Regions from separate parts of the Sus scrofa genome. Here all the other regions are linked to region 3. A link is a contact called in public Hi-C and HiChIP or PLAC-seq data. All regions are on one chromosome and are shown on one strand. Each heading gives the region's core, a stretch centred on a gene start, on an enhancer-like site or on the middle of the called end of the contact. The rest is flanking DNA. Distances are from core to core; before and after follow the strand shown. Region 1 holds the start of MIF (macrophage migration inhibitory factor (glycosylation-inhibiting factor)). Region 2 holds the start of CABIN1 (calcineurin-binding protein cabin-1). Region 3 holds the start of SMARCB1 (SWI/SNF-related matrix-associated actin-dependent regulator of chromatin subfamily B member 1).

Region 1 (4,084 bases), core at 1,075-3,574, 65 kb after region 3:
AACCACCCAGATAATCCATGATAACCTCCCTATTTTAGGGTCTGTAACCCTAATTACATCTGCAAAGTGCCTTTTGCCATGTAACGTAATGCATTCACAGGTTTGGGGGACTAGGGCATGGACAGCCTTGGAGGCCCTCTGCCTGCTACCGAGCAACAGGGCAGAAGGTAGGCACGCAGCCAGGCCCAAAAGAAATAGTCCCCCAGCTCAGGGAGCCTAGAAAGGAAGCAGTAACTCACACACAGAAATATGGTGATAGCCTGGAAGAAGAGAACAGGTGCTGGGCTCCTGACTGGGCCTGACCCAGCCAGGAGCTTTGGGTGCTGAAGCAGATCAGGGAAAGTGCAGGAGGGGACCAGGTCACCCAGGGCACTGTGATGGTACTGGGGACCATCACCAGTAATTAAACCACTTGGGTCCTCACAACATCCCCCTGTAAAATGGACACTACTGTCATCCCCAAGTTACAGGCAGGAAAACTGAGGCTCAGAGAGGTTAGCCAAGTGTCCAAGCTAGTGACAAGTGGGACTGGGAATCTAGTCCCTCCTCAGAGGCCCTCCCTGAAAGACAGCAGTGACTACTCCTGGGAAGGGAGGGTACACAAAGGCTGTCCTGATGGGGAAGGCTCCCCTCTGTCACAGTAACAACCTGAAAACCATAGCGGCTCACCCACAGGGCATTGCAGGTGTTTGTTGGAGAGGCTCTGTGTCACCCGCTGCCACATCAGAGAACATGGAACTGGGCACTAGCTTTTGGATCTTCTGCCTGGAATCATTTGCGTCACTTCTGGTCACTGGACAAAGCAAGTCACATGGCCAGATCTACCTGGGTAGGCAGGGGGAACAGACTCCTCCTCCAGGAGAGGCCAGGCCAAGAGTGATGCCAGCTAACTTAGACTAAGGTGGGATCAGGGGTGGGGGGAGAGGCGAGGATAAAGGCATAGTGGAGGGAGGCACAGTTCACTGGGAGGAGATCAGAGGTGGGAGAAAAGTCATGCACTTGGATGTGGACACCGGGAGCAGGCCATGCTGAGTTGGCTGCTGGAGCTCAGAGGAGCATCCTGGGCTGGAGACATCAGTGCATCAGTGGTAACAGAACCCTGAGCACAGAAAGACGGCTGGGTGTGGGAGTGGGGAGGAAAGTGATCTGGGCCTACCTGGAAAGCCCCACATTTTACAGAGTTATTGGCACAGCTGGGCCATGAGACCTTCCCTCTGGAGGCCAGCTGGTCCCACAAGCCTGGTGGCCTTGATCCATCATATGGCCATTGTCAAGGCCAGCAACATGCTCTGCCACCTTAACCAGACCACAACTGTCAGAGACCAAGGACAGGGCTTTCCTGGAGAGCTCTGAGACTGGCCAAACCTGCATGCCCCTTGAGTGCCAGTCCCCAGCCCAGCCCCCTGACCAGGGGTCTCCTCAGAGCAGGGGTCAGGTGGCCCTTCTGTCCAGTAATGGCAGGGCCTGCAGGCTCATCCCTGGCCCTGACCTCTTCCTGCCCCGTCATGGCTAACTTCATTCACCCAGTATTTAGTCCATGTCTTTCATATGCTTGGCACCTACTAGCTACCCGTTGAGCTGACCACTAGTGGAAGAAACAGAAAATTCACTCAGGCTGTAAGAGGGCGTCCCCAGAGGACACATCAGAGGAATTGCCCAGGGGACTCAAGTTTTGGGGTGGGCTTTGAGCTCTGTCAGACATCCCCTCCTACTCGCTGCCCCTACCCGGGGCACCACCCAGCATCCCCACCCACCTTGAGGAGCAGGGGTATAGGGAAGGCATCTGGATGGTGACTCATTTGTGGTAGCCCCCTCCCACCTGCATCAGTGACTGCGCCTCACCCCTACACATGAACACCAGCACGCCCACCCGTCCACTCAGGACAGTGGCCCCAGAGACTCAGGACACACAAGGGCTCAGTGAGAATGAGCTGGACTTCATCTACTTGTCCAGCTGTGAGCTCCTGGAGGGCCAGAAGCCACCTGCCCCCCTAACCGCAGTATCCCCGCTCCTGGCACACAGATGAGTAGATATCTGTGACTAAATAAAAGGGCTGATGAACGAGGGAAAGGCACACTTCTGGCCACGAGGTGGTGAACGGCTTTGGAGGGGGCACCCAGCCAGGGGTAGGCGGAGTAGGGTCTCAAAGTCCCGCCGTGAGGGCGGGGCCTCTGCCGGCGGTGACGTCACCAGTCGCGAAGGCCTCGCGGCCTCGGGGGCGGGATCTCCGCCGGCGGTGACGTCACGGGGCGGAACCGCAGTCGCAGTGGGCGGGGCGCCGGGCGGCGGTCACGTATCTCAGGTTCCCCTGCTTCTTGACCGCGCAGTTAGGTTCCTGTGCTCCGGGTCCCCACTGTTCCTGGCCATCATGCCGATGTTCGTGGTAAACACCAACGTTCCCCGCGCCTCTGTGCCGGACGGGTTCCTCTCCGAGCTGACTCAGCAGTTGGTGCAGGCCATGGGCAAGCCGGCGCAGGTCTGCCACGAGGGCCGGGCGAGGCGGTTCCGGGCTGAGGCTGGGGTTGGGGGAGGGGGGGCGGCGATTCCGGAATGGGGCTCCGGGCGGGGAAGGGACGCGGGGGCGGGGGGCGTCTGGGCCGGCGAGGTCACCCGGGCCGACTGACCGCGTCCCCTCCCCCGCAGTACATCGCGGTGCACGTCGTCCCGGACCAGCTCATGGCCTTCGGAGGGTCCAGCGAGCCGTGCGCCCTTTGCAGTCTGCATAGCATCGGCAAGATCGGCGGCGCGCAGAACCGTTCCTACAGCAAGCTGCTGTGCGGCCTGCTGGCCGAACGCTTGCGCATCAGCCCGGACAGGTGCGTGGGCGCCGAGGGCCGGGGAGCACGCGGCCACGGCGGCCGCCCAGTTGCCCGCTCAGCCTCGCTTCCTTCTCCGCAGGATCTACATCAACTACTACGACATGAACGCGGCCAATGTGGGCTGGAACGGCTCCACCTTCGCCTGAGGGCCGCACCCCAAGACTCCTTTGCTCTCGGCCTGGCGCCGCCGGCTCTGTTTTCTGCCTGCCTCGCCCCTAGCGACCCCAGCTCCCGGAAGAGAGAAATAAACGGTGTGGAGATGGCTGCCTCCGGCTTCCTTGACTAGCGGAGGAATTGGTGAAGGGCCGGGTCAGTGACAGGGGTCCGAGGCCGGGAGGGGCGCCCCCAGAATGAGCTGTGGGGCGCCTTCCCCTACCCTTTGCCAGCAGAAGGCCCCACTGAGGTTGGCATCCTTCCAGAGGCCACAACCCAGGAATCAAATTCGAATCGGGAATCCATAGTCTGTCCCCCACCCTCTCTCCTGCCGAGGCACCACGTGGGCTAGGGTTGGCGGGCAAAGGGGGAGTAATCCAAATCCGGGTGAGGGCGCCCGCTCCACCTCAGGAGTCATTCTCTGCCAAGCTGGTGCTTCAGTGTCTTGACTTAGGAAATCCCATTGTTTTGGAACTTTAGGATGGTTTTCAAGTGTGGGACAGAGGCTCCAGGAGGTGGATTCTGGTTATGCTGCCCTGTCCACCCCAGTTCCAGGCCTGGGTAGGGCTCCCTTCAGGCACCCAGGCCCTTAGGAATAGCAGTTCCCTGAGGGCATACTCCTATAGTTTGGGTGCCATTCATGTTTTCTAGTGCGCAGCAAGTCCGGAAAGCCTGCAGGTGGCTAGTTAACCCCACTAGGACGCTGAGGATTTGATCAAGAACAAAATCAGTATCAAGGTGCAATAGGACAGTTTCCTGGCTTAGGATCCTTTCTCCAAGTGCAGGGCCTTGCTCCCTTGTGGGGTGGTGACAAGGTACTGGGCAGTCCTCCAGCCAGGAGGTGCTGCTTGCCCAGGCCAGTCACCTTTAGGCTGAATGCCTCACTGCCCCACAGCAGGAGATCCTCCATGGACCTGCGCAGCAACTCCAAGTTGAGGCCCAGCCCTGAGCACTGGGGACTTAACGTGCCTGGAGTTGGCGTCCCTTGATCAGAGCCGGCACCTGTGTCTTGGCTAAAGTGAAGAGCCAGCTCTGCCCTTCCTGCACTGCCCACCCTGTGGGAGAAGCCCAGTTCATTGCAGCTGCCTGCAGAGAGAGGCTCTTCCAGCCC
Region 2 (4,463 bases), core at 1,028-3,527, 120 kb after region 3:
GAAGCCTCCTCAGTTTCCTTGCAGGTTTGGTTTTTTTTTTTTTGGTCTTTTTAGGGCTGTATCTGTTGCATATGGAAGTTCCCAGACTAGGGGTCAAATTGGAGCTGTAGTTGTCTGCCTATATCATAGCCATAGCACCTCAGGATCTCAGCTGCATCTGCGACCTATGCTGCAGCTCACAATAACGCCAGATCCTTAACCAAGTGGGGCCAAGGAATGAACCCACATCCCTCATGGATACTAGTCCAGTTGGTTTCCAACGAACCACAACGGAAATTCCATCAGTTTTCTTCCAGATGTTTGATGCTGAGTTTAAATCTCAGACATTTGTGGGCACTATGTTTCCCTACACAGTTAAAGCTTTCATCATCCTGTGCACCAATGAAATACCAAACAGATTTTTAGTCTATGCAGTCCAGGTGCATTTCCAAAGGAATGCACCTGTGCCTGGTCTTTGTACCTAACCAATGCCAAGTTCCTGCCCCTTGCTTCCCTTCCTGTTTCTGCACTTTTTCCTGCCAACATGAATGTCCCGCTTCTCAAAGGGACATGGGGAATGTTTGTGGGTTGAATGTAAATGAATGGTTGAAGTGCCCAAGGAGGGATTCAGGCCTAACCCTTGCCAGGGCCAGTCTGGTCTTCCCACCTCAATCTTTCATCACTGTAGTGACTGGCCCCTCCACCAGCTTGGCAGTATCTCTCCCCACTGTGCTCCTGAGCTTTGCTGCTTAACACCAGACTGCATGATGTTCCTGCATGGCCTGCACTCTTAACTCTAAACCCTTGCCACACAGCTTCCTGCTGCTTGGACCACCTTTATCTCTTTTTTTCTTTTTAAATTAAATTTTTTTTTTTTCTTTTTAGGGCTGCACTCACAGCATATGGAGGTTCCCGGGCTAGGGGTCCAGTTGGCGCCACAGCCACAGCCACCCAAGACCCAAGCTGTGTCTGTGACCTATACCTCAACTCACGGCAATGCCAGATCCTTAACTCACTGAGCAAGGCCAGGGATCGAACCCACAACCTCATGGTTCCTAGTTGGACTCGTTTCCGCTGCACCACAACGGGAACTCCCGCATCTTTTTTTCAATTGTTTTACTTCAGAGCATCTTTCAGGGGGTGGGAGCTGCGTCCAAGGCTGCAAGTCATTCATGAAACTTCTAAACCATCTGCTTACTCTCTATTTACAGCTCCCCACCCCTGCCCAGGTTACACTCCTTTCAAAATCAAGCTTGGTGACTCAATTATTTTTGTACCTCCTGGCATATCATTAAAGCTTTACTGTACTGAATTGAGTTCTTCAGCATGATTTTACCGTCTTTAAACAAAGTCAAAGAGAAAGGGCGTAAGATTCATCCTTCTTTTTTTGGCCAGGCTCACAGCTTGTGGAAGTTCTCTGGATCAGGGATTAAACCCAAGCCACAGCAGTGACAAGGTCAGATTCTTCTTCTTCTTCTTTTTTTTTTTTTTTTTGTCTTTTTGCCATTTCTTGGGCCGCTCCTGCGGCATATGGAGGTTCCCAGGCTAGGGGTCGAATCAGAGCTGTAGCTGCCAGCCTACGCCAGAGCCACAGCAATGCGGGATTCGAGCCGCGTCTGCAGCCTACACCACAGCTCATGGCAACGCCGGATCGTTAACCCAGTGAGCAAGGGCAGGGATCGAACCCGCAACGTCATGGTTCCTAGTCGGATTCGTTAACCACTGCGCCACGACGGGAACTCCAGACAAGGTCAGATTCTTAAACCGCTGAGCCACCAGGGAACTCCTAACATTCATTCTTATTTAAATCATACTTCCTGGACTCATGCACCTATAAATCTGAACCAGGGAAGCCCTTCCCTAAAATGCTTAGCTCCCAAGAGCGTAACATCTCAGTCCCAGCCGGTTGTCAGAAACCCTCTTCCAGGCTCTTAAATTCTGTTGTTCCCTCCCCCGCCCGTTCACCTCCCAACAGACTACCCGCCCTCCGCTCCCCGCCCCCAGTACTCTCTGCTTCAATAGTTCGTTGTATCTGTGGTTTTTAGGCTTCAAATCCTTTTCGGAAAAAGGTGAGCCACGGGCATAGGAATGAGAATATTGTTACTCCCTTGGTCCCCTCCAAGTGTCCCCAGGTTTCCACCTTCCGAGCACCTGTCGCAGTTGGAACACTGCTGCCGATTACTTAGCAGGTGTCACCAACCGCGCTGCAGATTACCGCCAAGAGGCCCTCAAGGTCCCCGCGCGCTGGCTCTCGGGAAGGCGCGTGCGGGCTCGCCGATTGGCTGGCGGAGCCGGCTCCCGAGCCAATGGGAGCGCTCCTTGTTGTCAGGCGCGCAGTCCTTCCGACGGGCGCGGGGGTCCGGCGGACGGCCTGTTGCCGTGGAGACGACTCGTGAGTTCGCGTACTGCAGGTTTGGGGAGGCCCCGGGCTGGGGTGAGGCTTGGAGGTGTGGTGCTGAGGAGCGGCTGGCTGGGGGCTGCTCACGGAAAAACCCAGGCTGGGAGCCCGAGCGGCCGAGCCAGGCCCCACTGCCGCGCGAACCTCTTGGCGGCTCCCGCTCCGCTTGGGGCCTGGGGCGGGGGTCTCAGGAACGCTGTGGGGGTCTCAACAACTCAGCCGTCCCGTCTGCGGTCGCGGAACAGGGCCCCGCACCCACCCTTGCTGCGTGTCCTTCCACTTAACCTTCGCGGCGGCGCTGCGCGGCGGGCACCAGGTGGGCGCCCCTCGCGGGATGGGGACTGAGGCCGAGAGGTGGTGCGGCCGCTTGTCCCAAGTCCCCAGCTTCCCGGCAGGCTAGCCGACTCCAGACTAAAAGCCTGGACCCACTGCCGTCCCGGAGGAGGCCAGGTGGAGCTTTCTGACGTCGGCAGGTGTCTGCACAGGCGGCTTTAGGGGTTCCTTCACCCCTTGGTGAAGGGCCTACTGTGTATGCGGACCAAGCGGCTGGGGTTCTTTCTGTGTGGTACATAACCGTGGTTAGGACCCATGTGTCCTCAGAGACGTCTGGTTCAGGGGTCAGCAAACTTCGGTTCTAAATAGAGTAGTTTATATGATACTATTCCTTGTGACAATAATGAGTGTAATTGTGCTTATAATGAGGAGGGGGCATAGTTTTCTTAGCTCTGTTGCTGTATTGTGGACACAGCCAACGACAGTTCGTAAAGTTGTTTCAAGAAAATTTCATTTAGGGACACTGAAGTTGCAATTTTATGTTGTCAGTAATTTTCATGTGTCATGAACTTTTCAACCATTTAAAAATGTAAAAAGTGGGAGTTCTTGCCATTGTACTGTGGGTTGTGCTGCCCACCCTAGCGTCTTGGGTTGCTTCTGAGGCAGGGGTTCAATCCCCAGCAGTGGGTTAAAAAGATCGAGCTTTGCGGCAGCTGCAGGGTAGGTAGGTTGCAGCTGTGGCTCAGATTCAATCCCTGGCCTGGGAGCTTCCATATGCCATGGGTATGGCCATTAAAAAAAAAAGAAAAAGAAAAAGCCATTCTTTGCTCTTGAGCTGTACAGAAACTGTGGGCTTGGTAGCTTGTGGATCCCAAGTCTAGCCCAAAGCCTCATACAGTGGAGGGAAATGACCTAGAGACCGGCATCTGATGCCATGTCAGTCACACGGCCCAGGCTTCCCCATTCCCAGGCCAGAGCCTGCTAAGAAACATCACCCCTTATCACTGGATCTGGGTGAGGTGCTCAGGGTGTGCTGTTGTCATGTGTTCTGAGGGCCATGAAAACTGTACCATAAAGATTTTGGAAACTCATGAGGTTTAAGTCCTGAATGTGCCTTTTTGGTTTTTTAAAATTTTATGGTCCCACCTGTGGCATAATGGAAGTTCCCCAGGCCAGGGGTTGCATCACAGCCACAGCTTTGACCTGTGCCACAGCTGTAGCAAAGGGGGATCCTTTAACCCACTGCGCCCCGCTGGGGATAGAACTGGAGCATCCACAGCACTCCACCAGTTACTTAGTCTTTACTAAACTTCTAAACTTTTTGGCCTTGCTGAGTTTTTCGTTTGTTTGTTTGTTTGTTTTGCTTTTTTAGGGCCCAACCGGCAGCATATGGAAGTTCCCAGGCTAGGGGTTGAATCAGAGCTTCAGCTGCCGGCCTACGCCACAGCAATGCAGATCTGAGCTGAGTCTTCTATTTAGACCGCAACTCATGGCAATGCCAGATCTTTAACCTGCTGACTGAGGCCAGGGATCCAACCTGCATCCTCTTGGACACTACGTTGGGTTCTTAGCCTGCTGAGCCACAGTGGGAACTCCCAGCATCATGTTTTTGTGGTTCATCTGTGTTTTCATTAGTTCATTCCATTTTATGGCTGATTGATATTCCATTGTATGGCTGGACCACATTTTGTTTATCCAGAAATTAGTTGATGGCCATTTGGGTTGTTTCTTCTCTTTGGTTATTATGAATAATGTAGCTGTGAACATTCCCTCATGGATTTTGCAGCTGCAATGTTACTTCATTGTATGGAGG
Region 3 (4,349 bases), core at 310-2,809:
CTCTATCCTAAGAGCCAGGGTTGCAGCCCACCCCACTCTGAAGCCCCTGGTCCTTGGGGCTGGGTGCCGGGCTCTACCTCATCTTACTAGATGCCTTGAGTGACTTTTTTTTTTTTTTTTTTTTTTGTCTTTTGTCTTTTTAGGGCCACACCTGTGGCACATGGAGGTTCCCCAGGCTAGGGGTCTAATCGGAACTACAGCTGTCAGCCTACACCACAGCCACAGCAATGCCAGATCCGAGCCACGTCTGTGACCTATACCACAGCTCAAGGCAATGCCGGATCCTTAACCCATTGTGCAAAGCCAGGGATTGAACCCGCAACCTCATGGTTCCTAGTCAGATTTGTTTCTGCTGCACCATGACGGGAACTCCCCTTGAGTGGCTTTGTAATGTTTCCTGCTTCCCTGCTTCTCCACTAAGCGGTGGTCACTTTTTCTGATCCTACTATGCCCCAGCCCCTGTCCTGCTACTGTCAGAACATAGGACAAAACTGGCTAAGAGGACTGACCAGTCCTAACTCTCCAAGGTCTCCTTGCCTTCATCCCAGCCTCTGGGAATCTTCTTCAGAGCTGCAGCCATCACAGCTGCAGTTTGTTAGATGGAACCACAGGAAATTGTCAGCAGGAGGCCGTTTTTGACCCACTGCACTGTTCCACCAGATACATGGATGCTTTGATGCAGGCCCCACTCTGGTTCTAAGCACCCCAGGGCAGGGCTGTATAATTTTAATGCACTGGGCTGGTGGAAGGCACAAAGCCCAGAGTTAAGGAAGGAACGGAGATGGTCTGTAGATGGTCCCCTCCCCTCCAACACTCATCCCAAGCACCAGGCAAGCCAACCGCCTGGGCTTTGGAATCCTGCCAAGCCCAGGAGCCTTCGTCCTCACCACCTCCATCTCTGAAGTTGCAGTAACAGCTGTGGGCCCAGAACTGGGTTATCTGTTCTGGGAACCCTCTCATCTGCTCAGCTGCACTGCGTTCTCCAGGTGGGGAAACGGAGTCACAGGTACTCCGGGCCCCTTCCCGGCTTTCAGGCCTCAATTTGCTTCTCCTCCCCTGGGCTGAGTTCCAGTCCCAGCGGTGAGACTGGGAAAGCCGCAGCCTGAGTCAGGGCCGCCGTTGTATTTCTGTCCATGAGAAGTGTCCCTTGGGGAGTTCCTTTCGTGGCCCAGGGGCAAGGAATCTGACTAGGAACCATGAGGTTGCCAGTTCAATCCCTGGACTCGCTCAGTGGGTTAAGGATCCGGTATTGCGTGAGCTGAGGTGTAAGTCGCAGACGCGGCTCAGATCCCGCGTTGCTGTGGCTCTGGTGTAGACCGGCAGCTGCAGCTCTAATTAGACTCCTAGCCTGGGAACCTCCATATGCCGCGGGTACGGCCCTAAAAAGACAAAAAAAACCAAAACAAAACACAAAAAAAGTGTTCCTTGATTCTGCCCCCAACCCGCCCCGCTTGCCTGGGAGGAAGGGACACAGGTTGAGGCTTCTTTAAGGGACCCGCGGGGGCGCGCCCCGACCTTTTGTTTAGGCGGCGGCGGCGGCGGCGCGCGCGTTAGCGTCAACGCCCGCGCCTGCGCAGTGAGGGCGGCCTAGTCTGCGGCGGTGGCGGAGAAGCCCGGCGGCGGCGCGAGCACTCGGTCCCGCCCGCCCTTCGCCTCTAACTCCGGCTTCCCTGGGCTTGGCGCGCTCCGGCCCTGCCTGACCCCTCCCAACACTCGCAGCCACGCCGGGCTTTGGCTGCCTGTCTCCGCCGCCGCAATGATGATGATGGCGCTGAGCAAGACTTTCGGGCAGAAGCCCGTCAAGTTCCAGTTGGAGGACGACGGCGAATTCTACATGATCGGCTCTGAGGTAGCCCACGGCGCATCCTCGTCCTCCGGGCCCCAGCCGGCCCTGCCCCTGCGGGAGCCTCGGGGCGGGCCTGCGCGGCGGGAATGCGCGTCTCCATTCATCGCGGCGGGCGGGCGGGCGCGGTGGGCGGGGCGTGGTCGGGCGAGGGGGTGATCGATCAGGTCCCGCCCCGCGCTCTACTGTGGTTTTACCCACCCGTGTCGCAGGGTCCAGGACGCGCCCGGATGCCGGGGCTGGGGCGTCCTGGTGGCCCCTGGTTCCATGATGAGTTCCAAAACTCCATCGGGAAGCACAGAAGCGGGGTTTTTAGTCGTCCCCTGCCACACCTTGGGGGGAAGATGTTGGACCCCCCCCACATGCATCCTTTCCCGTTGCTGCAACTGGGACCCTGAAATCGCAGGTTCGAAGCACCCAGCTTAGTGAGGACTCACCCGCACTGCGTTCATTGACTTCGAGGTGGGCAGGGAGGTGTTTTGACCTTTAATTAATGGTGAGGAAACAGGTTGGGAGGAAGATGCTTGCTTTTGGATGGATAAGGCTCCAGTTTGTGAGTTAGATCTATCAGCAGTTTCGGAAGCAGGTGACACTTTGAATGTCGTGGACTGACTTTTTTTTTAAAGAGCCTAACGATCTTTAATCCTTAGCTAAAGTGGCAGCAGTTCGTAGAGTCAGCTGGATGACTAACTTTAGGAAAACCCTACAACTGGTCCTTTATTGGTAGTTCATACAAAGTATATTAAGTTTTTCCAGATTGCCTCAAACTAATCCTTTTTGGCAGTCCCCAGTTAGTGTGTGTATACACACACTTACACGCATGTATTTTTAAATTATGCATATACAATTCAGATGTGCAACTACCAAGCAGTAGTGTCCCCCACATGTAAGGAGGTAAGTGGAAGTCCGGAGGTGTTAAAGCAGATAACAAATGCTGACGGTTTTCCATATTAAACATTTCATCCTTTTCTTTTCCCCCAGGCTGTACCTGCGCATGTAGAAGTTCCTAGGCTAGGGATTGAATTAGAACTGCAGCCACAGGCCTATGCCACAGCCACAGCAACACTAGATCCAAGTCTCGTCTTCGACCTACACCACAGCTCACCGCAGTGGTGGATCCTTTACCCACCGAGTGGGGCCAGGGATCGAGCCCGAAACCTCATGGATACTAGCTGGGTTTGTCATCGCTGAGCCACAAGGGGAACTCCCCCCCTTTTTTTTTTCTTCACAATGTTTGGGTTTTTTCCTTCACAGTTGAACATGGTGTGAATGAATTAAGTCTTATAATGGTCACACTGGGGCTTTCAGGACACCCTGTAATCCTTGGCTCCTCTGAGTTTTATTGAGTTATGAGACCATTGTTGTCAGTAGCAACAGAACTCTAGTGTTTCCATTTTTTACCAGTTTTTATAAAACACAAGGGACAGGATGTAATACATTTTCCCTGTCATCACAGAAATGCTACCCTTGAAAGCTAGCTGTGCTGGGGAGGAACCAGTCCCTGCCATAGCTCAGAATGGTCCTCATGGAGTGGTAGGTACCTGCTCAAATGTGGGATACAAAGGCAGGAGAGGAGTTTCAGTCTGTGATAATGAGCAGATTGTTTAAAGAAACCTTTATGTGATCTAATGGACAGGAAGAGCAGTCACTTTGGCCTTGGCTCTGAGTTGGAGATACACTTTTGAAAATCCAGGTTGCAGAAGTTTCCTGGTGGCCCAGCAGGTCAAGGATCCAGCATTGTCACTGCCATGGCTCTGGTTACAGCTGTGGCTCAGGTTCAATCCCTGACCTGGGAATTTCTGCATGCCATGGGTGGGGGAAAAAAAAAAAAAAAAAAAAAAAAAATCCAGCTTGCATTTATTATTAGGTGGAGCAAATTGAGAAGCAGCATATGGCTAGGTGGGCAGAACGTCAGGAGGCCTGGTTCTAGCTCTGCCTCCATGTCACTTTTCTCGTGGCTCTAAGGAGATGCTTAGATTAGATGATCTCTAAGATCTGAAAGCTAACTGCAGTCTTCTCTTTCAGCCCTGTTGAGTGAGAACATTTGCCCAGAGACACATTTTATAGAGACCAGATGGGAGAAAGGAGAGGCTGTGCTTTCAGGGGCCTGGCTTAGCAATCATCAGACCGTGGGAGTTCTGGGAAAGGTTCAAGATCAGAGTGCTGTCTCCAGATATCCAGTAGCTCCTCTGACAGCATTGAGTGGACAGCCTCCAGACCCCTTGCCCTTGACAAACAGGCACCATATTCAGCGAGACCGGCCAGCCTTAGCAGCACCCACTGTGCCCCCTCCCCAGTTGGGTGTGCAGCCTTGGGAGGGCATCTGCAATTGCAGTGAGTGTGTCGTCCCTCTCCTGTCATCTGGAGGCAGCTGTAATCACCAAACTGGAGTCACAACTGAGAGGACCCTAGGAAGTCCCCTTATCCACACCTTCACTTTGCATTTGGGAAACCGTGGTCCAGATGGCAAAGGCTGGTTCTGGGAAAACCCAACAAGGCAGAACCC

Evidence for each region. Hi-C and Micro-C count contacts between places; a contact is called where the count stands out from the background. HiChIP or PLAC-seq counts read pairs in DNA pulled down with a chosen protein or histone mark.
Region 1: an H3K27ac HiChIP or PLAC-seq map of alveolar macrophages shows a contact between it and region 3. The contact joins the promoter of MIF here to the promoter of SMARCB1 in region 3. A contact is called at or near these places in 2 of 47 Hi-C or Micro-C datasets (blood and liver) and 2 of 2 datasets of contacts at active chromatin or transcription factors (alveolar macrophages and skeletal muscle).
Region 2: a Hi-C map of fetal liver shows a contact between it and region 3, with 2.0 times the contacts expected there. The contact joins the promoter of CABIN1 here to the promoter of SMARCB1 in region 3. A contact is called at or near these places in 4 of 47 Hi-C or Micro-C datasets (alveolar macrophages, embryonic fibroblasts, fetal liver and 1 more) and 1 of 2 datasets of contacts at active chromatin or transcription factors (alveolar macrophages).

The regions. Positions count from the first base shown.
Region 1 is chr14:49,839,303-49,843,386 of Sscrofa11.1, reverse strand. It overlaps MIF (macrophage migration inhibitory factor (glycosylation-inhibiting factor)), which reads left to right and starts at 2,324. Exons shown (of 3, transcript NM_001077213.2): 1 at 2,324-2,477; 2 at 2,645-2,817; 3 at 2,900-3,084. The coding sequence starts at 2,370. The coding sequence ends at 2,966.
Region 2 is chr14:49,785,537-49,789,999 of Sscrofa11.1, reverse strand. CABIN1 (calcineurin-binding protein cabin-1) reads left to right here and starts at 2,277. Exons shown (of 37, transcript XM_013983138.2): 1 at 2,277-2,390.
Region 3 is chr14:49,903,253-49,907,601 of Sscrofa11.1, reverse strand. SMARCB1 (SWI/SNF-related matrix-associated actin-dependent regulator of chromatin subfamily B member 1) reads left to right here and starts at 1,559. Exons shown (of 9, transcript XM_001929437.4): 1 at 1,559-1,849. The coding sequence starts at 1,757.